Regions from separate parts of the Anas platyrhynchos genome. Here region 2 is linked to region 1. The links are chromatin contacts, called in public Hi-C maps. All regions are on one chromosome and are shown on one strand. The core of a region is the stretch at or near the end of the contact, and the rest is flanking DNA. Distances in the headings are between cores, read along the strand shown.

Region 1 (6,671 bases), core at 2,181-4,680:
TTAGACATGGTAAGAGTAATCTTCACAATTTACTAGAGCGCTTCACAGCTTGGTTTTGTTTGTGATCAATGTTTTTTAGGTTTGAAGCTGGTTGCAGGAGTTTGTTAGTCATTAAGTGAAATCATCGAGGGATTTTCCTACTGAAAACTTGTACTGAAATGCAGTCCAATGAAGCAAAACATAGTATGTAACAGAGCCTGCCTAAATAGGATTGCTGTGCTCCATAGGATTCTAAATTCAGTAGGTCTCTCCTTGCCTTAAGGTGTTAAAGGATAAATGTTAACCTTACCTTCCTTTACTCCATAGTTCCTCCGTAGACCATATGGTTCCGAGCAGTCAGGTCCACAGTTAATGATTTTTGCTTGGTGTCCACTAAGTCAGAGTAGTCGTGCGTGATACAGGACAGGTGCAGTTCAGGCTCTCTTCTGCATCTGGTTGTGAACATATGTTCATTTCCCTCTACAGATTATGTTATTCAGGGAAAAAAAAAGGACAGCTAATACTCCAAACGATGATCTCCAAGTCTCTTTGCTTTTATCCATTAGCAATATAGTTACAGTGAATAGGATCTGGAACCCCACTTTCATCTTTTCTTCTACCTCCTGCCATCCAAGTGCTTCAGCACTTAAACAACAGTCAAAACCTTGTCAGCTTCTTTTCTGTCTTGGTGCCTTTTGTTTTTGGCTGCACAGCAACGTTGTTATTATAAGAATAATGATGAATGCTCTTACCAGAATATCCACAGCATTCCCTGGAAATGTGAATTCAAACCCTTTGAGGCTGAGGAGGGTCTGGAGCCCAGTTATCTCACGTCTTGGGTATGTGCTATAAAATATCTGGGAACCATTAGCACCCTTTTGTCATACTGTACCACCAGATCTGCCGTGTCCTCATAGTTTTCTGTTTCTTGAGGTGGAAAGGTGGCACACAGAAGGAAACTTTAACATTTGCATTTGTTCTGAAACAGGTACCTCCTTTTTCTGCTAACAGAGGAAACTTACGTGTTCTATCAAGAAAAATCTCCATCTCTACCCGCCTCCGTGCAGCCAGGCACCTAACTGGGGCAGATTTTGTTTCCACTCAGTGATTCAAATCAAGACCAAAATGTAATCTTCAGAAAAGATACTTAATTGCTTCCTTCCACTATTTAAAGCTATCACTAGGTTGAGGGCTTCCTTGAAATCCGGGAACAAATAACAATAAATACCATATATAAAAGGAATAATATGATCAAACTCTGTGAGTGCTTATTAAATTAGCTATTCTGTTTTAAAACAGCTGTGTTTTCTATAAACTAACAAAGAGAAATCCCTTCCTCTAGGGACACAAGCAGACATGAGAACACATTTGGACCTCTGTTCATAAGCTGTGGTCGCAGCCTGCTGGTACATGCATGTGAACAGTTGCATGAATTGAGCTGAACAGCAGCATGGCACAAGTGCACATGCTGGGTTTTCAGTTGTGATTTCAGAGCCACAAATATATTTTAGAACCTAACACCTGTGGATTTCCTGTTGACTCCCATGCTTTTTAGTAAATCTTAAGCCACTTTTCTGCTTAAACTAACTAACTGGGTAGTTACGTGATACAAGACATTACTGAGCCTCTCAGCAAACCAGTTGTGTTATATATTTGTCCTCCTTCCTAAACACAGGAGGTGGACACAGATTCCCTTGCAGAGGCTGCAGAATTACGGTTCGTTTCCCGGTGATTCTCAATTCAGAAATGTGCATTTTTGCCTTTTTCTGGACTCCCAGCTCTGCAGAGAAATTTTCTGAACCAAACCATGACATACACTAGTTGTGTCAGATAACTTCAGATAACCGTACTAGAGGATTTGGGCTCCCTAACCTGAGCAGGAAACTAGTTTCCTATAGATTCCCTTTGTAATTGAAATATAAGTCCTATCTTGTGCATCGTATATTACTTTAACATATGATGCCCCAGTAGAGCAGAGTGGTTGTGGAAATGCTTGTCACAAGTATTTGTTGAACATGCTTGTTTTATTCCATCAACTTAGAGATAATAACAAAGAGAAATGAAGGCCAGTGTGAAATGCTGCCGGTTGGTTTATCCTGTGGCTTCACAGTAGCTGAAGACGTTATGTCTTAACTTAAAGCTTTTTCAGGACACAGTTTGAGTAAGCAGTCTTGATGTGATGAATTTTTGTGCAAAAGCTGTTTCAGTACTAAAGAATTTCTTATTTTGCACATTAATCTGGGTTAATGTCCCATTCTTTCCATATTACTGCGGTGATCTGTTAAGGTCTGTTAAGCTCTCCGGGAGGGAAGGAACATCTTGCTCTTGCTGAACCATGCACTAAGCTGGTGCAAACAGGCTTAGGTCTGTGTGAATTGTAATACTGCAAAGTCCCACTCTTGAGCCTGCATTTCCAGTGTCATTCTCAACCATTTCCACTATGTTCCCAACCCACGAACCCCCAGCTCGCTGATCTCTGTCGCTTCAGGGTCAGCAGCTGGGCCTGCCTGTGAAAGCGTGTCCTCAGGGCACTGAGCAAAAAGCCAGGTCTGCAGCTGGGAAGCAAGCAGTTTTGCAGGGTGAGTGAAGGTTTGGGTTCTTTAACATGTCTTGCTTATTTTTTCAGCTCTCAGTGCATACCCCAAATCTCCACTGCCATGTGGAATGATGCTCCAGGTATATTTTTGATGTGGTGGTCCCAGGTTTTGCAGTGCAAGCAGTGTATTCCAGCTAGAATTCAGTGTCACAGCAACATTCTTGTTGATTAAATAAGATAGCTGCTAAGGTATCAAGTAAGGAATTACCTATTTTAGTTTTGTTGGAAAATCTACCCCACACCTTTGATTCAAAATACCAAGATTAACTCTATGGCGTGAAACATTTTCATTTTTGCACCTGTGCTTTTTTAACCAATAAACTAAAGAGAGAGAGCAGGAAGACACTGGTTTAACACCATCTTTTTACAGTGATTTGCTGAATAGCAGTGAACTGTTGTACAAGCAGAAGGGATAGTGCGTACAGTTGTTGCATATCTGGGCAAGTTCGGCTTTGCAGTGAACATCAGTTGCAGTTGTGGCCATCAGGAGTGCTGACAGTAGTGTGGGTTGCTGTTGTTAGTATCTGTCCCATGTCACCAGGTTTGTTTTTTTTTCCAGTTAAGGAAAATTGCCATGTCCTTTTTATCTTCCATCTTTTACAGAAGTGTGAATGGGATACATCTTGCCAGTCTCTAAAATTCACACTGAAAAGTCAGGCCTTTAGGTAAAGCCGGTAAACTTTCTGGAGTGAATGAAGAAAACTTTTTTAGCACGGTATCCATCGAGTACTGAATCAGACGTCTCCAGAGAGTATTTAATTCTGCTTATTTTAGAAACATGTCTCTTCCTGCTCCTTTTATAAACAGAGCCTTGGCGACTGGGGGTCGGGGCTGACCGTGTGACTACTCCAGCCCAGCATACAGCCACAGGCTGTGCGGGGCAGATGCATCCTTTGTTCTTCTCCCAATTCTCTTTTCCTCCATCCCCATCTGGTTTTTCTCACCACCTCTGCCATACCAGGATGAGCGTTTTTGTACCCAGTGGCTGAAAACAGGTACTTTCTTTGCTGGCTTAGTGCAACCGCCAGATCATTTCACTGCTCTAGCTCTTGGTGGTGGTTTTATTAATGGTGACAGGTCAGAAAGGAAAGTAGTAAGAATTACCAACAAGGAGGAGTAGGATGGAACAGCTCTCTTTAGTAACTTTCCATTCTAGGTCAAAGTGGCTGTTGTAAACATCATCTCAGTTTTAGAAGGGATTAACTCCGTACAGCATTTCTCAATCAAGCTTTAAACCCGTGAAAACACGGCTGATTTATAGAGGTGTCAGTCTGCAGGAAGCACAAATGCTAGTCCAAAAGTGTGAGCTGCTTATTCATTTCTAGTTTTATAAGCTTAGTTAGAGTGGTCTGTGGGGATGTGGGTAAGCAGGCTCTGTGGTTATTGCCTCAAAAAGGTGGCTTCTGCACAACAACTCAATTCTTGCTGGGTGTCTGACCTGTGCATACTTCCCCTTCGTTCTGAAGCATGGATATGCATTTGCGTATAAAGTTTTGCAGCAAGGCCCAACTCAATACACCATGCAGGCAGATGCCTCGTACTTTTTTTGATCCTTTGCTTGGCATTGGCCACATGGATGCTGGAGCCCAGGGTGAGGTGAGGAGCTGCTTGATGGACTGGGACAATGCTGCAGTGGTTGAGCATCTTAACCACTGACACTTAATTTCAAAGGAATTAATGCTTCCACAATGTTTATCTTTTTTTTTCTTGATCCCATTTGCCCAGTTGATTTTCTACACAGATGCTATTGCTGTTCTAATTTAAAGAAAAAAACCTGCAAAAGGCTTTAGTAATATGGAGGAGTAAATTTTATTTCTAAATACATGGTGATGAGCAGAATACAAAGGTGTTGATACTTGATTTGCAAATTTAAAATTAGTCTCATTGCAGAGAAGTAATCCTTTACTTCTGTTGTCACTTGATGAGTCTCTTATTTCAAATTAGAAGCTTCAGAGACGTACATAAAAGCTGGGTTGTTTTTTTCGTACTGAAAAAAGTCTATTCAAACATTACTGTTTGATGAGGCACTTAGTGAAAAATCTTGGAAAGCAACTAGTTCAAGCACTCAAGGTTATGCCTGTGTTTGTCTTCCTAAAATATTTAACAAAAATAGATTAGGGTTAGCAAACATACAGAAATAATTTTAAAATGAGCTTTACAACAGCACACCATTTGCAGCCTTTTTAAAAGGATCCAGGTTGTGATTTAGTTGTTAATTATAGAGAGGTTTCAGTTCTTGGCAAGCTTACCTTTTGAATGCTTTGAGCTGCTTTTTCAGGGGAAAAATCACTTTTTCAAGGATTCTGGGATATTTTTCAATGATTTAATTAAAAGGGGAACAACAAGTGTAATAGGAAAATGTGTAAAAGTTGTGCAAAAAGCTTCATTTTTTTTTCCTTGTAACAATGGGTTATTTTCTGTTCCCATATTCTGTGGTTGAATACCAACACAGGATTTAGTTCCTGTTCCGCCAGAGGTTTCCAAGGGCTTCTTTTGACGGTCTGGTGTAGCTGGGCGTTACTGGTTTTGGGTTTTGCTTATTCCCTTCACTTACAAGTTGGCAGCACGGCAATCCGGAGTGCTGAGCGGTGACCCACAGGGCAAGCGGGTCTGACACTGCCATGAACAGGTTGCAGCAGGGGCTAGGAGGAGGTTTGCAGTCCAAGCAGCGTCCACACCAGCAAATCTTTCCTGAAGTTGTTCCAGCCCTCACAGATGGAAAAGCCATTCAGCGGTGGAGGTGAAGGAAGTGAGCGGAGCACGTGGGAGGGCAGGCGAGCAGCTGAGGAGAGGCACCGTGGCGGCCTTATATGGGAAAGGGAAAGGACATTTTCCTCGTTAACTTCACGGGGAATCGGTGCCCAGAGCTGCATTCATCATGTGGATGCATTTCCACAGGAACGTTTCTTTTCCAAATCGTCTTAGTCATAGTTTTAGCACTGTGTCACATCTCTGCTGGCTTATTTATATAGTCTACATGGGCTCGCTGTGCATCCACTGCTAGTCTGCCCTAAAAAGGTGAACTGTTTATAATCTTGGCCAACAGAAAAGACAGTACTAAACCGATGCCAGCAGCTTGTTTTTTTTTTTCGTACTGAAAAGACCACCCCGTTTCTGGGCTGTACTTAAAGCAAAACTTAAGGCATGGCAGCAGTATATCCCTTCATCTGGGGGGGGCAAGGTTGCCTAAACACAACATGGCTTCCGCGAAGCCAGGCCAGAAGGAAGCTCAGCGGCCCCGTGAGGCCTTCCCCTCCAGGCTGCTCGTGGCCCTCTGACTGGTGTTCCTCACCAACCTCACACCCTTTCTCTCACCTCGGCTCTTTTTTGGATCACACTTACCCTCTCAGCAAGGCTTGCGGTCACACGCATTTGATTTAGAAGGGGCTTGCTTAGACAGCCAGCCCATTTAATGCTGGGTGTTCATGAAGGAGCAACACCTCTGAAGGGATGGCCAGAGGGAGAAATCCGAGTTAGCTGTGCAAAGAGTAATGCCCAAAAGTTGGGTTGGGTGTAGTTCACAGTTCAGTTTTTCTGTTTGTTTTGTTTCCTTTTTTTTTTTTTTTTTTTTTTTTACCAGAAGTTTCTTTTGTGCCTGTGCCCACCATCTAGCAGTTATCCCACACCAAATTCTCTCAATTCTCCTACGTCTAAACTTCCCCCGCCCTCTGGCTGCAGGATCCGCTGAAGGCAAAAGTGGGCCAAAATGATTTGTCAGAAAAATATGAGACATCTAACATTATTGTTGGATAAAATCTATTAACAAAGGGTTGGCTCCTGTTTGAAACCTCCACTAGATTTTAGAGCAGCTGTCCCATCTAAGTTAGGCCTGGATATGCAAAGTTACAATTATGAATGGCCCTAAATCAGTGTGGGAAAACCAAAACTCAACTGCTGTGCTAATTTAAGCACTGCACTCTTTGCTGCTAATTTATATGAATAATGGTACCTCTTCCAGAAAATGGCAGGTTCATTTTAAGAGATTCTCTTGGCTAAATTGCAAGATAGCTTTTAGAACAAAAACTTGTTATGAATTCAGGTATTTTTAGGATGCCTGGAAAGGCTGCAGTTAGCAGTAACATTTTAGGGCTACAAA
Region 2 (6,671 bases), core at 2,579-5,078, 36 kb before region 1:
AGAAATGAGGCCGATCTTCCAAGGAGGAAAGACAGCTGGGATCAAGGCATCTCCACTTACGTACCCTGGAAACTTTCAGACCAAAATCTGTACCTGGATTTGGTTTGGGCATTTGGGTGCCCTCAATTCACACCAGGGAATAAGCACTGGGAATCCTCCCTCTGCAGCCTGGAGGAGGCAGTTTCACATTAAATCTGATGGACTGGAGCCTTATTAACCCAGCTTTTTTTTTGTTGTTGTTGTTATGAGGAAGTTTATCAGAGTTTCTCTGACATACCTGCAAGTTTGCCATAGTGATTATACAGTTTGCTATGGATTTATACCTTCTGGGTCCTTCTGGGTCTCACCACAGAGGTTCAAGCTCAAGGAAGATGAAAGCCCAGGAAACAGTGTTTAGGCCTTAAAAGATTCACTTCTGAACCCCAATTCATCTACCATGCCATTGCACCACAGATCTACCTGTCTTTCTAATCCTGGGCCTGTTACCTTCTCTCCAAACTAAATCCTTTCTTCCAAACACCTCCTTGCTGCCAACTCCACCATCCCTGCAAGGAGACAAAGGGCACAAGTTTTCATCTAGGCCCATGGGCTCCACTTGTATGTTGTTTGTATTCCTGTTTGCTCTGTTTTACCACTGCTTCTGCAGCCCAATTCTGCAGTCTTTGGGACAGGGCCTGTCATTTTGTGTTGTGGCTGCTATGACTGGATCCTGCTCCAAGGCAGAGAATGCAAGGCTCTAAGGTAATAAAAATAAATAAATAAGACTTTGGGCAGTCTTTGTAGTGCTTCATATTACAGAGCTCGTGAGACCTTTGTCATAATGTTTTTAATGTATTTTTGCCACAGAGAGAAACTTACACCTCACATAAATTTGACTGGCCATGATAACTCAGACTGAGAGAGTTTTTGTGCTCTTTTTCTCCATCTTAATATCCTGTGTTCTCTTCCATCGAAGCATCTTCAGAGCTGGATGCAATTAAATAGGAAAAGATGGATCACTGAGACCAAACAATGTGGAAGGTCAGGGGAAAGGGTAAATAACCTTGCAGATATTTCTCTCTTCCTCTCCTGTCCCAGGATGCAGCAATCCCTGTTTTCAAAGTGTTGACAAAATCCCACTGCACAACCCTCAGCCTTCTCCCTTCCACCACTGCCAACAATCCCCTTGCCACTGCCATAAAAAACTTGCTCATTTGAATTAAAACCCAGTGTTTGGACTGAAATACAGAAGTAGCTCATTAAACTTTTCTTAGATAAATTGTTTAGACTAAGTAATTCTCTCCTTTCCTCCCCTTGTGTTGCCGGCCTATTGTTTATAGCCAGCATTCCAGGCTGCATGTGATGAAAATGCTGATGTGTTTCCTGAGTTACAGACTCAAGCTTTATCTCATCTTTCATTTAGGAAACTGGCTGCTTTATCATTTTATGCTGCTGTGTGCAATGTTTATTTTTTCCCCATTATTAACATTGTATAGGAGGATGTGCCCAGCCCGATCAGCTGTTAGTTGTATTGTGCATACACCAATACAACATACATACAAAAAAAAAAAAAAAAAAAAAAAAAAAAAAAAAAAAAAAAAAAAAAACCACCATAGTGTAATAGTTTGGGGAAATCTACACACAGCTCATAGTTTCCCTTTGATATTGGGGACAGTCTCTGAGTTTTAGCATAAATTTGTATCTGTGCACTTATGCCCATCACATACTACATTGACTAAATTGTGGGATTTTCTGGTATTCTCTGCTGCCTTTTACTTCCCTATTTAAATCAAAAACCTCAGGATATGACATGGAAAACTCCTGCCCTATGCACAGAGTTAATGATGATCACCTATTCAGCTCAAGTCCTCTTAGAAAGAAATAATTCATCCTCAGGTTTTTCTCTGTTTGGATTCTGCAGGAGAAATTACTATGCAGTGACTCATCTGATGGATCATGAAGGCAGCAAAGGGGTCTAGGGGCTACAGATGAATCTTTTGCTGGCTATTCTGGTCAATATACAACTAATTGAAAAAGTAAGAGACATAGTCCATGGTTTAGAGAAGTTTCGTTTAAGAGAAAAAGAATCCTGAATTTCCTAAAGCATTTTGACTTAATTCAAAAGAATGTGCAACTGGTTAGGAAAGGGGATGGGTACTTACCCTTTGGTCTACAGGATATTTCTTGGGTTTGTTCAAGTTGATTGATTTTCTAAATCATTTTGAAAAGTCTGTATAACTTTTTGCTTCAATTACTGAGGTAAATATTAAGGAAAAAGTGACTACAATATTAGAAAGAATCTGCAGAGGTAGTGAAAGCCAAAATCAACTGAATTAAAAGATGTCAGTGATGTGAAAATGTAAAATTGCCTGTCTTGGGTCGTGTGCTGCTTGTGAGGATAAATCTGAAACATTCTTACTCGTAATAGTCACCACGATTATTTTTTGTTACCTTTTATATCAAATATGATGGATTCATTGTGTGCATACACTGGATTGCCCTGAATTTTTGAGGGGTCCCAAAAATAAGGTTGTCATATTCTTTAGATGTCTGTCAGTTCAATTATTTTTATTGATGCTATCAATTGCTGTTCTTGAATGACTTCCCATAGTGCTTTCTAATAATAAGTATTTTTCACTGTGAATTTTACCTGCAACCATAGAACACACACAGAACGAGTTACCAGCTTAGATTTTCTTTCTACATTGTTTATATGAGTTTGCTTACGCTGACCTTCCTTTGGAAAGAATATCTTTCCAAAATAATTTACATTTAAGCTAAACCGAAACAAAGGCGCCTGACAAAAATATGGCCTGTCAAAATCCAGCTTGAACTTCGACTTGTTGTTCAGATCTGCTTCCTTCCCTCCCCACACCCAGTAGTATTTGCTTTCTCTAATTCAAATATTTTCAATTCCACTTAATGTTCCCTTTCTCAACAGCTCACTTCCTCATTAATGCATAGAAAAATGTATGGTTTCAAATGTTTGCTCCATGGTCATCCGTAAAATTCACATAAGCAACAGCAGAGCTAAATGACAATCTTCAAGGCTTGGTTCTCTGAGACTTGGGCCATGTGGAATTAATTTTCCAAATTTTCACCAGTTTTTCTTTGTTAAATTGGTGAGGTTCAAACCATCTTCTTGTTACTACATTCCCTGCAAGTTTCTCTGCTCTCCAGTCGTATTTTGTTTACACCATTTATAATTAGCCTGTTACTAACCGTAACACCCATCTCCAAGCATTCACTTTAGTTATTTTTGGATCATAAAAACAGACTGATTGAAAATGAGACATAATAAATCATAATAGTATAGAAAGTTTAGAAAGATGAGTATGTCGACCACTCCTTCTCGTTGTGAGGACGGTGTCTCCTGCAGCGCCCCTGGACATGAAGCCAACACGGTACTGAAATAGGATTTGAACTACACCGCATCTATATTCAGACCTTCAGCTGTAGCATGGGAACATTCAGTTCATTTGCTTTAAGCCAAATTTCTGTTCTTCAAGTCCAGGGACTGCCACAGCATTGATTTGATCCTTGCTATATTTTAGTGCAACCCACAAGGGTTATTTTAATTGTGGTATCCATATGTAATTCGTAAGGACTGCTTTAGTGCTCTCCTCTCTGCTGTTCCCTTTCTTCCTTCCTTCCCTTCACCCAGCCTTGTGCCATCACCCAGCACATGACTTGCAAGCCTTTTGCACAGGTTTCTTATCAAACACAGGCTGCGAGACATCTGTCCTGTAGAGGACAGCTGTCCAGTAGGGGACATCCAGACGAGGCCTCCGGCAATCCTCCGCAGAAAACCTACTTCTTTCGAGGAACACTAGATGGCACACAACAACCACTGTATTATTTCTTTTTTGGTTCAGAAATTAAAAATCCTTTTTAAAGCATCAGCCTGGAACGTAACTAAGGGACCGAGTGCAAAACACGAGTCTCAGCACACTATAAAACCCACTGGGCCTTCCCAATAAAACCTCACCCCTCTTTCTCCATCAGAACTATTATTTTTCTACTTATAACTCTGCATAATTTGGCAGCTTCAGAAAGTAAACAGATTTTATTTAGTGGCTTGTTGAGAGGGAAGGGAATACTGTTGTTTCAGTGCAATATAAAATAATAGCGTGGCAAGCAAAGAAAAGCCCACTTGGTTCAGCAGCAGCTATAATTAATTCAAAAGACAACTGCTGGGACAAGATTCAAGTGATATAATAATCACTCACATGGTTTCCATTAAAGGATCTGTGTTTCAGTTTGTAAGAAAAATCCAGTACTCACTTCTACTCTTTATACACTGATAAGATTTTTTCCTCATCCTAAGAGATCCAAAAGCCCAGGGAAACAGATGCATTTTACTATTCCAAATTCATGTGCTGTTTTGTACCAGTGCTTAGCATGGGTCTGTTTTAATTCTGGGAAAAATATATATATATTGTCAAAAACTCCCTTGTGGGGAAAAAAATAAAAATAAAAATAAAAAAAAAAATAAAAAAGCACGTAACAAGGAAAAGCATTTATAGGACTCTTTATAGCTCATTTCCAAAAGACTAAGCCTATCAATTCCTGGTGCCACTTTACACAGTCATCACATTAGTATAAGGTGGTGCAACTTCTCTGTGTGAGTGAGGTTATAATTTAACTGAAAAGATGCGAACTTTCAACTTCCTGAGCTGTTAGTAATTGCCATAGCTTATTTGAAACCATGTCATGATTACTTGAGAAAGATCCAATTCTAAACTCACCTAAGCAGGAAGCCGTAAATGCAGTTTGCTGGAAGGAAGGGCAAAAAGCCTTCCTTGCTTGGATTAACACATACTATATGATGTAAGAGTGGGTAAGGGAGCCTTGACTCTGAGTGATTTCTTACTCCTCTTCTTCAGAAGCAGGACCCTCTTCTGTGAAAGCATCCCCAGGATGTAGAGCCAAGACCAGTATAAGGCACCCACGTGGTTGAGAGGTGACTCAGAACGGGAGAAATCAGCCTTTACTGCTAACCAAAGTCTCCAGCAGAGATGAGTGTTGTGTTTTGTTTTGTTTTTTTTTTTACTTTCATTTCCATTCATGTATTTTCACATTTTGCATTTCTTGTTACCTATTTTCAACTGTGTAAATAAGTAGTTTTATTTGTGTTTAACTTGCTCTGGTATCTCAGCTCAGAGTAACTGGCTGAACCCTACAGTACTGCATTCCTTCAGGAATGGTCCTGGGCATCTCTTCTCTGCGCCTCATACAACAAGGCATGTTTCCACATAGTTGCGTGACTGGTCTGAGATGGAAAAGTAGAGGCCTTGGGGGAAGAATGTATGCCTGCAAGTGTCATTAACCTAGAAAGTTATCCGGCAGTAAGCAGTCCAGTCTATTTGAGTTAAATAATATCTGTTTCAAGGATGCCATGGTTAAAAAAATGATGAAAAATTTGCAGTACTATGCAAGTCCTTACTCCAGCTTACAGGAAGTACACTTCAAAAAAATATTATTGCAAGCTTGTGTGTGGTGACAACTTGCTTGTAACAGCTGTATATAATTAAGGGATAGAAAGTAGCCAAGTATATGTAAACAGTTCTCCCATTTTTTGTAAAGAGCCATATATTTTTCATGTTACTTGGAACTATGGTTGCTAATTCTATATGTTTGTTGCTTGAAATTAATGGGATTATTTTTTTTTTTAATTTGGTAATTATCCAACAATTTTCATGCAAGATATTTGCTAGAGTTAAGCCATCTACATATCTACTTGTTCTGTATTTCTTTCACCTCCACACCATGACACAAATACATCTCAGAAAATTCTCAGGTTTTCACAAACAGATTTCTACGGATGTCTCACAGGAACTTAATAGCAGCAAATTAATGAAGATTGATTGGAGGTTTCCTAACAGTATGGGAACAGCTTAACATACCACCCCCCCCACCCCCCCACCCCCCTGGAATGAGGACGGAGTAAGAAGCGACCTTAAGAGGCAGAGGTCCTGCACCTGGGACCAGTTGTGCACTGATACAGCTCTACCACTTTCAGAACTACGCTTTGTGCCTCCACATGATGACTCGTTGTATGCAGTTTTACCAAACTGACAGGAAATGAGTGAAATAAGAAAGAGACATTTCTTCATGAGGGCATTCAGCACTGCAGAGTCAGATGCCTACTAGCTTGTCTGAAAGTGCCCTTGGGCCTTCTTCTGCATCTTTAACATACAGACACCTAAATACTTTTTGCTAACACTCTAGAGCAACTGTTGAAATTTGGTTGTAGGATCTTAGCAACATTTACTTTAATAAAACAACACAGGAATTAAATGTTAATATTTTCATTAATATTTTATCTAGACATATCCTATTATTCTGCTCTATATTATCTGCTATCCAGTAGACAACAAGAAGCCAAAGAGGTCACTTTATAACAGTCCACAGGAAACAAGAGCAGACTGGGAACAGGAGCAGTGTGATCTAGGCTCCAAATCGGCAGCAGGCTTCAGGCAGTAAACTGCTAATCCTGACGAAACATGCAAGGTTGTGGTGGCTTCCCCATCAGCTGTGTCTTTCAAGTGATCAGTGAAACACTCTCTGAAAGATAGACTTTATTCAAACAGGAATTTATGCAGGGCTTGTGTTATGCAGACGATAAACTAGATGATCTCAAGGATCCCTTATGGCTTTATAATTGATGAATAAAGAGCCTCTTTCACTGT

The links. Hi-C and Micro-C count contacts between places; a contact is called where the count stands out from the background.
Region 2: a contact with region 1 is called in a Hi-C map of subcutaneous adipose tissue, with 2.0 times the contacts expected there. The contact joins two enhancer-like sites. A contact is called at or near these places in 3 of 8 Hi-C or Micro-C datasets (liver, skeletal muscle and subcutaneous adipose tissue).

What each region holds. Positions count from the first base shown.
Region 1 is chr2:144,586,865-144,593,535 of IASCAAS_PekinDuck_T2T, reverse strand. All of the region lies in intron 1 of ITGB1 (integrin subunit beta 1), which reads left to right. Among named protein-coding and RNA genes, the nearest start is that of ITGB1, 15 kb to the left of the region's middle. Within about 2 kb of position 3,430, at least 2 of the 8 cell types and tissues checked have an H3K27ac peak or open chromatin away from gene starts, as enhancers often do. A contact at or near this core is called in subcutaneous adipose tissue, where this site is marked.
Region 2 is chr2:144,623,183-144,629,853 of IASCAAS_PekinDuck_T2T, reverse strand. No RefSeq gene overlaps it. Among named protein-coding and RNA genes, the nearest start is that of ITGB1, 21 kb to the right of the region's middle. Within about 2 kb of position 3,828, at least 1 of the 8 cell types and tissues checked has an H3K27ac peak or open chromatin away from gene starts, as enhancers often do. A contact at or near this core is called in subcutaneous adipose tissue, where this site is marked.